2 separate regions of the Oryctolagus cuniculus genome follow, and region 2 is linked to region 1. Evidence: chromatin contacts called from public Hi-C data. All regions are on one chromosome and are shown on one strand. The core of a region is the stretch at or near the end of the contact, and the rest is flanking DNA. Distances in the headings are between cores, read along the strand shown. Region 1 has its middle 150 kb from the start of TBL1XR1. Region 2 has its middle 95 kb from the start of TBL1XR1.

Evidence for each region. Hi-C and Micro-C count contacts between places; a contact is called where the count stands out from the background.
Region 2: a Hi-C map of skin fibroblasts shows a contact between it and region 1, with 4 times the contacts expected there. The contact joins two enhancer-like sites. A contact is called at or near these places in 3 of 6 Hi-C or Micro-C datasets (ear pinna, skin fibroblasts and an unstated tissue).

What each region holds. Positions count from the first base shown.
Region 1 is chr4:102,564,616-102,571,813 of mOryCun1.1, forward strand. No RefSeq gene overlaps it. Among named protein-coding and RNA genes, the nearest start is that of TBL1XR1, 150 kb to the right of the region's middle. Within about 2 kb of position 2,711, at least 4 of the 8 cell types and tissues checked have an H3K27ac peak or open chromatin away from gene starts, as enhancers often do.
Region 2 is chr4:102,620,301-102,627,498 of mOryCun1.1, forward strand. No RefSeq gene overlaps it. Among named protein-coding and RNA genes, the nearest start is that of TBL1XR1, 95 kb to the right of the region's middle. Within about 2 kb of position 3,716, at least 2 of the 8 cell types and tissues checked have an H3K27ac peak or open chromatin away from gene starts, as enhancers often do.

The DNA.
Region 1 (7,198 bases), core at 1,461-3,960:
GTATATTTTTTATTTAATTTTTTTTTAAAGAAAAGAAATCAGCATGCAAGCAATTGGAAATCTTGCCCAGAGATAATTCAAAAAAGCAATGCCGTGGCCTTCATCAAGCCAAAGGATCCATGTGCAGACACTGCCTGTCCCACAGCAGGGTCAGGGCTTTGTAGCTGAATGTCTTCACAGGGACCCCCCCGCAAAGGGGTAACCCTGGGTGAATGAAAATGCGCCCGGTATAACCAGCTGACAAACACGTGACAGTAAAGGCCCTGGGGGTCCCCTCCTTTCCCGCAGAGGATTGTGGGAAATGCCAGTGTCACTCTAACAGGACTCCTTCTACGCCCACCAGGTCCGGGTGCCTCCTCCTCCCCCGACCAGGCCAGGAGGACTGACACTGGAGAGGCACAGGGCATGCTCTGGCACTGATGCTTGTCCAACACGCTGCGCTCCTTTGGAGATCCTCAACATGGTTCCTTTCCACAAATTCTCTTCTCTTCCTTCTCATTTCAGGGCTCTCTGCTAGGCCAAAGCGCCAACTTCCTAATCCCAGGGGTTCTGCCCAAGCCAACCCTCTGGCCTTTGTCCTCCCCTGCCTTGGCAGAAACCCCAGGGCGGCGAGCGCGTTGCCAAGTTTCAAAGCTCAGCACCCTGAACTCGGCAGCTGGTACCCTCGCTTAGCAAGGACCCCTGGATCGGGCAGTTGTGTCTGGCAGGACTTGGGCAAGGGCCAGAGGGTCGGTTGGGTTAGGAAACAGAAGTGCTTAGAGATTTAAGAGACTCTTCCTGCGGAGAACCAAAGAGGCAGACTGGTCTCTAATGAGCTCAGAAAACCCCCAAGCGAGAGAGGCGTCCCCTGGCGCAGGTCCTGGGCACCGCCCCTCCTCCCCACTTCGGTCTCCACAGGCGGAACAGGAACAGGAACACGCATGCACCGAATGGCCTGGAAGGCCTGCTTGGCTGCTCGGGCTCCCCAGCTGCCTCGCCTCGGAAAGGGGAAACGGGGAAGGGACAGGCCTGGGGAAGTGATTTTTAGAAGTGCAAGCCTGGTGGGAGAGTTTTCCTTCGGACCATCTGGAAGGAAGCAGTCATAACCGACTACAAATTCTCCTGAACCGATCAAGTGCACATAGGGAAATTGTTACATTGTTGAGACCCGAGTCTGCTTCGCTTCCGGCGGGAGGGGGGGTGTTTCTATCACTGCCTATGGCGCTGGGCCTGAGGTTCCCAGGGTAGGATGGGGCCAGGCAAGAACAGCTCTGCCCTTGTACTTCTCTGGGCAGCCAGCTCAGGGCTGGCTGCCATTTTTTGCCACTTAAGATACTAAGAAAATCTCAAATGAGGTCAGTCAGCCCTGTGTGTGTGTGTGTGTGTGTGTGTGTGTGTGTGTGTGTGTGTGAAGAAAGAAATCGCCTGTTTGGCCAAATAGAGAAGGTACAGCGTTGTCTAAGTTTTACGGCTGTTTTTTTAAACTCAGGTGTGTGTATGAACAGAACAGTAATCGATAGTTAAGTCATTATATAAGCTGTTTCAAGTACCACAGCCAAGAGGAGGGGGGGATCATCTAAAATACATGAAATTATCTTTAAAAACTCGTTCTAGGAAAAGGAAATGCCAGAGTAGCAACATAAAGGAGTCTTAATTAACAACAAATTAATCTACTTCCCTCCCCCCCCCCAAAAAAAAACTGAGCCACTCTGCACAAGGGAGCCGTTGGGGGAGCAGCCTGCACCGTGGATCTGGGATGTGTTTCCTATGGATGTGTGTTTGCCCAGCATGCGGCTTAAAGAAAAACACAGCCACCAAACCACCCAGCTCAGCCCTGGAGGGAGGAAGAGACCAGGAAGACCTAATCAGCCGTGATGGCGATTACATAAGAGACTCGCACAGGCAAACCCCGAGAGGCTCAGAAGAATCAGCTTTGGGCTCCTGGGCCTAGAAGATGCCTTTCTTTTTTTCCTATGCAAAGATCACTGAAAATGCTTCTGGATGTCTCTGGTAGAAACACAGGTCACTTAAGGATGATTTATAAGTGTGCCCCCAAGCCACAGTGAAGGCTGTATCGATATCTAAAGTGCATCTGCATCCAGCGCAGCAGAAGCTGAGGATCTGCTCCTAATTGGTGCCCAGAAGACGCTCCCCGCCGAGCACCGAGCCTTGCTCCGAGCAGCCGCCCCGCCCGAGGCCTCCAGGCTCCCAGTTCAGGGCCCTTTCTTGGGCAGCCAGAGTGCTCCTCTCTTAGAGAATGCCAGGTACTCTGGAAAGTAGCCGTGTAATAATACACAAACCCCTGATGATGTCAGCGTGTTATTGACTTTCCAAGTCTGAATGACTGAGCAGAGGAGCGGGGGTGGGGCGCGATCCATCCGGCAGCGCGGGGACCGGCCAAGCGAAAATGGGCTCGCGGGCGCGGCGGGGGAGGGGCGCCTTGCAGCCGCTCGGCGCTGGGGCTCTGCCGCCGCCGCGTCGGGGTCGCAGCCGCTGGGGCTTGGGGGGTGGCGGGGTGGGGGGTTCGGGCTCCCGCTCCTCCGACGCTTACGTTTGGTCAAAAACTCTTCAGGCAGAAATAACTGATGCCGCCCCCTCCACCCCCCGCCCTCCGGAAGCTTTTACCACGTGGCAGAGCAGGGCTACAAAGCCGGGAGCGGAGGCACGGGGTGGGGGGAGGGGAGGCCGCCTGCGCCCATCCCCCACCCGCGTGCCCAGCCTCCCCCGTGGGTGCGGGGTCCCGGGGCGCTCTCCGTGGCGGACTTCCTTCTCCAGGTGACCGCTTGGATTTTGCGCCTCAGCGGCGGTGGCATTTTATGGGCCACGATCTGCTTGGTTTATGGAGCCGGCAGTGCAGGTGCAGAGTTATAGGCTCCCGTTCTCACCCTGCAAATGGACCACAGAGCCATCTGTCATCTTCAAGGCTAGGTGTGAACCGGGCCGGGTTGTCCTTAAATGGGATTGCAGTTAAAGGCCGGGATCTGGAGGGACGCTCTCCCAACCAGGGCGTGGCCTTGCCTGCGGTGCCGGGGCCTTGCATTCAGGCCCCGAGCACCCCTCCCCCCACCCCGCGCCCTGCTCGGCGTGGGCTCCTCAGGCCGCATCCCTGCACGCCTCGGGCCCGGGTGGGACCCCGGCCCAACCCGCGGTGTCGGGCTGCCCCTCCCCCAGGGCCGGCCTTCTCCTCCCCGCTGAGCTGGGTGGGTGCGCGCCCTGGGTGGTGCCAGCAGCCCAGAGACTTGGAAGCGCCTGGAAGCAGAATCCTGCTCTGTGGGCTTCTTAGCTGCCTAAGTGTGGGCCGGGTGCTCAACGTCTCTGAGGCCCGCATCTGTGAAATGGGGGCAGCAGCCAGGCCCCTCAGTGACCGTCGTGAGGATTCAGTGAAATCCAGATTTCGCAAGGGACTGGCTTGCCCAGAGTCCAGTCCTGGGCGGCCGGTGAGGCCAGAGCCCCTGCGGTGGTTTCTGAAAACGCACCGGCAGCCCGGCGTCCTCAGCCCTTCCCCCTCCACTCCTGGCTTAGTGGCGCCCCACACCCGCAGTTACAGCAGGAGCCGCTTTGTCGGCGCCGAGAGAGAGTGGGCAGGGAGCCTCCGACCTAAGCTGTACCAGTCGCTGCCCTTCCCCAACCTTGTGGCAGGCAGGGAGTCCGCGAGCAAAGACCTGACACAACACAGGTTTTCTTGGGGGGGATTTTGAAACTGGAAGTGAAAAAACACAGTTTCTGCCCAGGGCTAAAACTGCAAGTTGGTGTATTTAGGAACCTTGTGTATGAGCTGTTTCCCAGCGTGTGTGAAGGCAGGGCTGGGGGCAGGGACAGAGCCCAGTGGGGGCTGATGGAATTGGCGGTTGGTGCATGCTGCCTGCCACGGATGACTTGTGACCACCTACACATTCTCCCTACTGCTTAACCTGATTGGTGTTTTGTTACTTGCAACCCCCAAGCAGTCCAAAATGGCTTTTGTTAGTCTTAACTTGCACAGAATCTTAGTGCAAAACTCACTCCCCACCCCCCACAGTAAACCCCACCCCCACCCCCAGGCAAAGCTGTGTCTTTTGTCCTGCACAGGCTATATAGTTGTCAGTGCCCCATCACCAGGTGCTTAATAAATGCTCTTTAAAATGCATGGAGCCAAGTCTGTGTGGACAGGAAGTGCACCGCTGGCTTTTTGAACAAGAGACTGGCGGGTTAATTTAAAGGGGAAGCAATACTCATCGCGGCGGACTTCAAGAAGCCCATCTTATTCCACCCTAGTGGTAATTAGGGTTCATTCGAGTGAAGAGAAAGAAGGAAACTTTATCCCCTCTAAATTGCATTTAATAAAAATCTTGGAGAAAATGAGTGAATTGTCGCGCTTAATAAGTCCCCCTGGGTTTTGTTGGAAGGAGGCTGAGGTAGTGTACAGTAGTCAACGTTTATGGGACAGCAGATCTGCATTTTATCTGAGCATGAAATGCAGCACTGGCTTAACCTCCTTTTTTTTCCCCCTCATTTGTTTCCAACAGGTTTTTTTCCAGCCCATGAGTCACTTCCAGTCAGATTCAAAGACAAAAGCCTGCTAATTGTGAGTCTGTGAGTCAAGGGTCCCACCCTGCCTTATCGTGCACACCCTCTCTTGCTTTAATAAGACAGACAGGACAGGGCGCAGCGTGTGAGGCCCTTGGTGCTTCTGGGAGGGGCCCTGCCATCCAGCAGCTGACCCCTCAACCGGTAGCACCTGGGAGGTGCAGCCAGGAACTGTTGGTGCAACCCATGTGTTCCGAAAGCACTCTGCTGGGCTCAGAGCTACAGAGGGGAGTATAAAAGGACGGGACTGGGAATGGGAGAGGGAGGAGGAGGTGGGGTGGGAGGGTGGTTATGGTGGGAAGAACCTCTATATTCCTAAAGTTGTACTTAGAAAGTTGTACTTAGAGCCGGCGCCGTGGCTCAATAGGCTAATCCTCCACCTTGCGGCGCCGGCACACCGGGTTCTAGTCCCGGTTGGGGCGCCGGATTCTGTCCCGGTTGCCCCTCTTCCAGGCCAGCTCTCTGCTATGGCCAGGGAGTGCAGTGGAGGATGGCCCAGGTGCTTGGGCCCTGCACCCCATGGGAGACCAGGAAAAGCACCTGGCTCCTGGCTCCTGCCAGGATCAGCGCGGTGCGCCGGCTGCAGCGGCGGCCATTGGAGGGTGAACCAACGGCAAAGGAAGACCTTTCTCTCTGTCTCTCTCTCTCACTGTCCTCTCTGCCTGTCAAAAAAAAAAAAAAAAAAAAAAAAAAAAAAAAAAAAAAAAGAAAGTTGTACTTAACAAACAAATGGTTTCTAAAAAAAAAAAAAAAAAAAAAAGAGGCCAGACTCTCTAACAACTTATCAAATAATGAAGAACAAAGCCGGAAAGAAAGAAGCCAACGTTAGACACGTTTGCAGGGCTGAAGAGGAGTAAGTCCTAAAACCTACCGGTAGCCCCCTAGCCTGTCATGAACACTTTCCTAGATAATGGTTCCACGTCCACCTGGCTGCTCATACCAAGAACACAAGTTTTAGTTTTTTGTTTTGTTTTTTGTTTTGTTTTTTTTTGACAGAGTGGACAGTGAAAGAGAGAGAGAGAGAGACAGGTCTTCCTTTTGCCGTTGGTTCACCCTCCAATGGCCGCCACGGCCGGTGCGCTGCAGCCAGCACACCACGCTGATCCAAAGGCAGGAGCCAGGTCCTTCTCCTGGTCTCCCATGGGGTGCAGGGCCCAAGCACTTGGGCCATCCTCCACTGCACTCCCTGGCCACAGCAGAGAGCTGGCCTGGAAAAGGGGCAACCGGGACAGAATCTGGCGCCCTAACTGGGACTAGAACCCGGTGTGCCAGCGCCGTAAGGCGGAGGATTAGCCTATTGAGCCACGGTGCCGGCTAGTTTGTTCTTTTCTTTGATTCACTACATTCCTATCTGCTGACTGGTTTACCTCCAAAACATACCTGTGTCCTGCCATGCACCTGTCACCATGTACACAGCCAGTGTTTGACAAAGCCAGCCTCATCTTCCCACGCTCCAAGCACCCCTGCTAAAATTCTATTTCACTGAGCGTAAAGTCAGGCGTCGGGTCACCTGCTCCATTTAAGCATTCACTGGCCCCAGCTCAGGCCACAGCTACCCTGTGAGACGCCTATTTGTTACCCACCACCAGAGTACGTTCCCTCTGCCTGGAGGATTTTCCTGGGCCTTCCTGAGACTTGCTCTTTCATATGTGTCTAAGTCAGCTCAAGCTGCTGTAACAAAGATCCAGGCACCAGCTGACCTGGGTCTTGATGAGGGCCCTTTTTATGGATTGCAAGTGGATATACTTCAGCTGTGTCCTCACAGGGAGAGAATCCCATTACTGAAGGCTCCACCCTCATGACCTGATCACTTCTCAAAGGCCCCACCCCCAAATACCATCACATTGAGGATTAAGGCTTCAACATAGGAATCTGAGGATACTCAAACATCCAAGTCATAGCAGTGTCCATCTGGTTTCATTTCAGTGATCACCTTCCCAGAGAGGCCTCCCAGGGCTACCACAGCTCACATTCTATCCACCACGCAGTCTGTGGCCTGCACAACTCTCCTCATGATCTGTAGCGATCAGTTACTTTTTTTCTTTGTTTACTTCTGTAGTCTTGGTCTCCCCCATTGGATGGTGACCTCCAAGAAGACAGAGATCTTGTCAGGCTTCCTCACTGTTCATTGATGAGTGTCTTATTTCATAACAGGCACACACTAAGTCCTTTAAAAATATTTGTTTATTTACTTGAAATGTGGGGAGGGAGACAGAGAGAGAGAGAGAGATTCCATCTGATGATTCATTACCCAAATGGCCACAATGGGCAGGACTGGACCAGACTGAAGCAAGGGGCCAGGAGCCTCATCCGGGTCTCCCATGTGGATGCAGGGGCCCAAGCACTTGGGTCATCTTCCGCTGTTTTCCCAGACACATTAGTAGGGAGCGAGATCGGAAGTGGAACATCTGGGACTCAAATGGGTGCCCATATGGGATGCCAGCACTGTGTACTGCAGCTTATCCCACACCACCACAGCACTGGCTACAGTAAGTCCTATTTTGAAGAATCAATGCAGACAGTAATAAAGTTCAGTATAGATATGCTCACATTAGCTTCTCAAGAAGTGAAAGTTCACCAGATAGACTGGAGGAGAAGGGCTTTTTACAAAGGCAGGACGGTATCAGACCACCTGGTATATTGGGAGAAACCT
Region 2 (7,198 bases), core at 2,466-4,965, 57 kb after region 1:
GCCGCCACCTGCAGTGCCAGCATCCTGTTTGGGCACCGGTTTGAGTCCCGTCTGCTCCACTTCTGATCCAGCTCTCTGCTGTGGCCTGGGAGAGCAGTGAGGATGACCCAAGTCCTTGGGCCCCTGCACCCACGTAGGAGACCCGGAAGAAGCTCCTGGTTCCTGGCTTCAGATAGGCACAGCTCCAGCCATTGCAGCCAGTTGGAGAGTGAACCAGCAGATGGAAGACCTTTCTCTCTCTTTCTGCCTCTGCCTCTCTGTAATTCTGCCTTTAAAATAAATAAATAAATCTTAAAAAAAAAAAAAAGTTCTAACTAGCAGTTGGTGATATCATAGCCAGCCTCTGATGCAGTGCACGGGTCAGTACAATATCAGGTGGTAGAACCCAAGCTGAATACCCACGGTGGATGGACTCATGGATGAAAACAGGTTTACAAACAAAATTAAACAACATTTGCAGCAGTGAATATTTTCTTTACATGTTACATAACTTTGAAATAACTTTGAGTGAGGTAAATATGGTTTTACTTACTAGGAAAATGTGTTCAAAACATGAGATACAAGAAGAGAACAGAGAGGTTGTATAATGAAAAAACTGGTACTTTCTTGTCTATAATATTATCTGGTATGGATTTTTCTTAGCTATGTTGCCCATAAGATTGCTGCCCAAAGACTAATCCTGAGATACAGTGATCAAAAGAAAAGTTATATGAAGAGACCACTAGGCCTGGGCAACATGGAATTAAGCAAACTTGTTTGTTTTGCAAATGATTTCTCAGTGCTTTATCATCTTTGTGAATCTCCAAGAGGGGCTTAAACCATCTCCCAAACTTATCTGATCATGGGACTCTTCTCTTTTGGAAGCATTTTTGAGATGAATGTTCCATGAAACACACTTTGGGAAAAGCTGGTCTAACCAACTCTCATTGAGTACTCGCTATTTTGATTACCTGGCTCACATATAGCTTTATAAACAGAGGTGGCCCTGTTAGTTAGCAGAATACCTAAACTTAGTTTGTCTACACCTCCACCTCCCATCAAACAACCATTGCTTCTGTTGTTACAATGCCATCCCCTTGGTTCTGATTACTTTTTGCTGATCTAGTACCCAATATGGAAGCTCCCAAGAAAACAAACAAGGTAGGCCAACATTTCTCAAGCATTTCCAGGACAATTCCTCTAGTGGCAGAGCAGGAGGAACTAACAGCCCTGAGAATCTGCTTGAAGTAGCTGAAAGCTCACTAGTGATTTCAAATGTTCTGGTGGTTTTAATATTCATATGAGTTTTACACTCAGTACCATTATATACCCAAGTTTGCCTTAATATAAAACTACATCACAGGCACTGGTGCTGTGGTATAGCAGGTAAAGCCGCTGCCTGCAGTGCCGGCACCCCATATGGGTGCCAGTTCGAGTCCCAGCTTCTCTAATTCCCATCCAGCTCCCTGCTATACCCTGGGAAAGCAGTAGAAGATGGCCAAGTCCTTGGGCCCCTGCATCTACGTGGGAGACCCAGAAGAAGCTCCAGGCTCCTAGCTTCGGATTGGCCCAGCTCCAGCTGTTGTGGCCATTTGCAAGAGTGAACAAGCAGATGGAAGGTCTCTCTCTCTCTCTCTCTCTCTTTTTCTCTGTGCCTCTGTAACTCCACTTCTCAGAGAAATAAATACATCTTTAAAGAAAAAAAAAAAACTACATTACATGACTTGGCAGCAAACACAATCTATCCCAATGAAGATGGGCCATATTCTAGCCCGTGACCATAGGCAACCTGTTCCGTGTTTCCCCCGACTGCATGTAGAACAAGCCTTGGGGAGGGGGCCCTGGTAAGAGCACAAGTGGGAAATCAGCAGGCCCACAGAAAGGGGCAGTAGTAGGGGAGTACCAGAGCACCGGCACAAAGCCAGAAGACACTTGGCCACCACGAAGGCGAGGTGTTCCCGGAGAAGGGGACAGAGCTGGAGGTGGTGCTCTGGGAGTGAGCAAATGGAGAGGCAGTCCCCGAGCTCCGCCCCCCGCCCAGGCCTCTTTCCCCTCCCTCCTTCTGATCCGGAAGGCTGCTCTGTGTCCACACTCACCTTTCTCTCCACTTCCTCCTTCCTCTTCTGTCCCTTAAACTCATGTTGATTACCCCCTCCTCCCATTTTCTTTATTTCTTCTACTTTACCCCTAATCCAGTGTACTATTTATTATTGGGGGGGCAGGGCAGGACAGAAGGTGGATGGACAGGTGAGGGTGACCAGGAGCAAACCTTTGGCTTTTCTTTGTGCAGAAGGAACCAACTTCAGTTCCTTTTGCTTCATGCCATAGGTCCCAAAAGGATATGAGCACAAGGTGGCTGGGAGTGGGGGAATTCTGCTACTTTCTTCCCACTCTGCAATAACTGGTATTGATGACAGTGTCAGAAGCGGCTTTCCACGTCCAGTGTTAGTGGTTTTCAAGCTTTTGAAACTGAACACTTTGCCAAATCAACTTACCTGCAGCAAAGAAAAGTAGTATTTTTAAGCATAAAGATGTAGCCATTATATTCAATAATCAGGATCCAGGAAACACAACAGGAAATAGCTATGCGCTTCTCCCCCACTGCCAGTGCATGCCCATTCTTTGGGCTGGTGTTCCTCTTCCTTTGGAGGCAACTTAGTGCCAGCCTTTTCTGATCCCATTTAGATCTAAGAAAGAAAAAAGAAAAGTCCTTTGCTCACTCTTCACCTTCAAAGAGTTTCAGGTCAGCTATCAATCTGGGGAGTTAACTCCATGCTGCTGCCCTCCCAGGGTGAGTCTGCTTTCGGCTGGCTTCCAGTACTAGGAGAAGGGCTTTGAGCTGGTTCATTCTTTAGGTTGCCACCTTCTTCTGTTTTGCTCCCTTTAATTGATGGAGTCTCCCCCACATCTGCCAGATTAGAAGGTCAGGAGAAAGGTGGAGAAAAGTTTTCCTGAAGGTGCTGCTGTGGGTAGCACTGGTGCTCTCTGAGCCTGAGATGTGTAAAATGTTGCCTCTTTCTCCTGTGGGGTTTTGAGAGACCCTGGCATCTATGGACTTCCATTTGCTGTTCTTGTGACATTCGGTGTGAATGTCTTGAAGTGGGTGACTTAATGCTTCCATCAGCCCCTACCTCTAGCCTTTTTCTACTGAGATTTCCTGGCCTTAGGCTGGTGAGGCAGAATCTAAGGCAACTCAAGCCAGCTCATCCTCTGTCTTAGAATGTACAGGTCCATAGAAACATGCAGCTGCTATTTTTCATGAAAAGGCTTGTGCCTCCCTAATATACATCTTTATCTCACCTGCACAGCCTCTGGCTCTGATCGCTAGATGCTGGGCCACTGCCTCCCCTCCCTTGCAGGGGACCCAAGTGCTCCAAGTGGTCTCCCTGAAGCCCTCATTGCTGGTTGTGGGTAAAGGGCTCTAACAGCACCCTGACAACTCTCTCTAAAGATCTGAAAATCTTCCTTCTAACCATTCTTGGTTAGAACCTTAATCTCTCATTCCAAAGTAGGTGAGGGGTAAAGATTGCAAAACTAGTTTTCAACATCTTTGTGTGGGTTCTGCCCAGCAGATTTCTCCTACAATGTATTCTGAGTTCACATTTGTAACATTTCCACTAAGATGCCACATAGATGAACTCAGGAATTTGAAAACAAGAGTTAAGAAAGATTGTTGAGTCAAAGGTCAGACATTTGCAAAACCTTAGAAACAGCTGCAGAGAGCCTTCCCCACTGACAGCAGTCCTTGCTGTTAGAAATGAGGAACCTGAAGCCTAGATGAGGAAAGAGAATTTACCCAGGATATCATTGTTGTAGGCAGCAACATTGTGGCCAAATCATGGTCCCTTAATACCTATCCCCGTGGATTCATTGCCACGTGGTCTGGGCCACATCCCATGACTCTCGGAGAAATAGATGAAGCTTGTATCATTTGGGCAGCCCCTGGAGCTCCACTGGGAGAAACCTGGCTTCAAGCTCCAGCTGCTTCCTGTGCTCCCTGAGTGACCCTGGGCACAGCTCTTGTCTCTAAGCCTTGGTTCTCTTACACAGCATTGATAATGGTATGAAGAACAAAACGGGTCATTGATAGAAATTACCTTAGGCTAAAGCTAGTTGGGGGAGGAGGGTTGTATGTGACCATGGTCTATTTAGGATAACCTTGGTCTCAAAATTATTGGAGATTTATTATAAGGTCACTCATTTTTGAAGGTCATTGGTCATCAGATATACATAATCTAAACAAATGTCTAAGATTTTTCACATAACCCTTACGTATCTGTGCATCAGTGTCTCATTACTTTGCCTTTAAAAAGAATACAGGGGCTGTCATTGTGGTGCAGTGGGTTAAGCCACTGCCTTGGATGCTGACATACCATATGAGCACTGGGGTTCGAGTCCTGGCTGTTCCATTTCTGATCCAGCTCCCTGCTAATGTGCCAGGAAAGCAGCAGAAGATGGTACTTGAGCCTTTGCCACTCATATGGGAGACTCGGCTGAGGCTCCTGGCTTTGGCCTGGCCCAACCCCTGCCATTGCAGTCATTGAGAAAGTGAACCAGTAGATGGAAGATCTCTCTCTTTCTTGCTCTCTCTATCTCTCTCCCATAGATTAAAGGATTTGAAGAGAATGGTATGTTACAGTATTAGAGTAGTAAAATACTACACATTTTGTCTATATCCAAACGCTGAGGAAAACAGCTGGATAAGCAAACAAATTGAGATTACAAAGCACCAGGAAACAAAGACACAGGTGTCAACACAGGGCTGGGTAAAACAGTGTCCACAGCAACAGGACTGCTGCTCCCACAAGGCTATGGAACAGGGTGCAGTCTTTCTCTGAGGACTCTTTCTGTAACAAGCCACAAGGCACACACTTCAGTGCCCCATGCTGTCTGAAAGTCTATCTAACACACAAAGAAAAAATACACACCAGGTGGCTCTCTCAACAGGAGTCCCTGGGACAAATCCGTGCCAAAGGCACAGAGAAAGTCAGAGCAGGTCAAGGGGCATTTTACTGGGGCTCAGAGGCAAGGGTGTTGTAATCAGCTTCTTCCCCAAGCAGGAAAACTCGCCCTCTATCCTTGCTTGAACTCTTTCGGTTGCAAAATACATGCAATGCTCTTAAAAGCCCTCCAGAAAAGACTTTAATCTTCATTGTCACCATTTCTGAAAGAAGGGAGAGAGATCAAAGGAAAGTGCTTCTCTTGGACTAAAAACTCTAGCTTCCTTCCAATTCCAACCTCCTATAGGAGAGTATGTGGTCACTCTTGACTTTATTTTTATTTGTGATTATTAAAAGCAAGGGAAGTAAGTTTAAAAAAAACCGCAAGTGCAGACCTCAGTGAGTGGTATGTGGGAGATGAGGGCCCAGTATAGCAGGGCACAACATATCACCCGTGAGTCACAGGGTGTGGCAGTCCAGTTAACTCTACAACTCACAACAGGTCCATTATTTCCACTGCTTAAAGCTGTCTCGGGTTGTCGATTTTCTCAAAATAATCATATATTCATACTAAATCATTTGTGTTTTGTTTTTTTGCTTTTTAAAGATTTTATGTATTTAAGAGGTAGAGTTAGAGAGAGAGAGAGAGAAAGAGAGAGAGAGGTCTTCCATCTGCTGGTTCACTCCCAAAATGGCCACAATGGCCAGAGCTGGGCCCATCCGAAGCCCGGAGCCAGGAGCTTCTTCTAGGTCTCCCACATGGGTGCAGGGGTCCAAGGACTTGGGCCATCTTCCACTGTTACCCAGGCCATAGCAGGGAGCTGGATCAGAAGAGAAGCAGCTGGGGCATGAACCAGCGCCCACAGGGGATGCTGGTGCCACAGGCAGAAGCTTAGCCTACTATACCATAGTGCTGGCCCCTATGTGTTCTACTAAAGTTGAAAGGAGGGCTGACATTGTGGCATAGTGGGTAGAGCAGACGTCTGTGAGGCCAGCATCCCATCACGCCGCCAGATCAAGTTCTGGCTGCTTCACCTTTGTTCCACCTCCCTGCTGATGGCCTGGGAAAGCAGGGGAAGATGGCCCAAGTGCTGGGGTCCCTGCATCCACGTGAGAGACCCTGAAGAAGCTTCTGGCTCCTGGATTTGGCCTGGCTTAGCCTTAACCAATGCAGCCACTTGGGGAATGAACCAGAGGATAGAAGATCTCAGTCTCTGTGTCTCTCATTCTAACTCTGCCTTTCAAATAAATAAACTCTTAAAATAAACAAATAAAATTGAAAGGACATAGTCCATGGAGGCACACTGACTTCAAGTTTTTTATTTTAAAAAGTCATTTTTCCTTCACTTACTGTGGGAGAGAGGCGCCGAGGATCATCACTGTGCTAGTCTACGAGTCCGGTGGTCTACAAGCCTTGTCTTCTACTCTGAAAAGCCAAATTGCACTTGTCTCAGGTACTATGTAATTTCTGCAGGGCAGTTAGGAGACAAGTAAGCATCAAGCAAAACATGATTGGGTGCAGTTGGTGGGAATGGAAAGAGCAATGAGTTTTCTGGAAAGGCCTTGAGTGATCAAATCTGCCTTCAGTCAGCTTCCATTTGCCAAGCTGGCAGCTACTCTGGATTTTACTGAGCCGCTGTCTCCCCTCCACGGAGAAACAGAGTCTTCAGACTCTGTGTCCTCACAGAGAAGAATGCACTTCCTGGCTCCATAGACATTGAACTGTTTGGTCATCAAGCCCTAAATGCATTTTTTATCTAACCATTCCCCTTTCATTTACTTCTTATCTCCCCCAGGGACTAGCGCTGTACAGGCAGGAACTAGTGAGTGAAGGAAGAAATGGATATGTTAATAAACGCATATTGTCTGATTATATACAAAAGCATTTCTATAGCTTGTGACTGTAATCGTGTTTTTTGCTAATGTTGTTTGCTTGACTATGATGCTATTATTGTGATAAATGTACCTTTACATTTGTAAGACTTTGTGCTACTTACAAAATGCTTTCACATGCATTAGCGTATTTAATCTTCACAGCAGTACTGCAAAGTAGATATTATTATCCCCCACTTTAGATAAGATGGCTGATGTGTCCAAAGTATACAGTAAGCACAGAGCTGGACTTGAACCCAAGTTTTGCCACATACATCTCTGGCAGCCGTTTGCCCAGGTTGGAAGGTGCACAGAAGCTAGGGGTTATGTTCATTTGTAAACAGATGCTTGTTTCTGAAGATGTTGTAGTGCTGTGTCCAAATAGGGAAAGTGGTGTCTAAATGCTG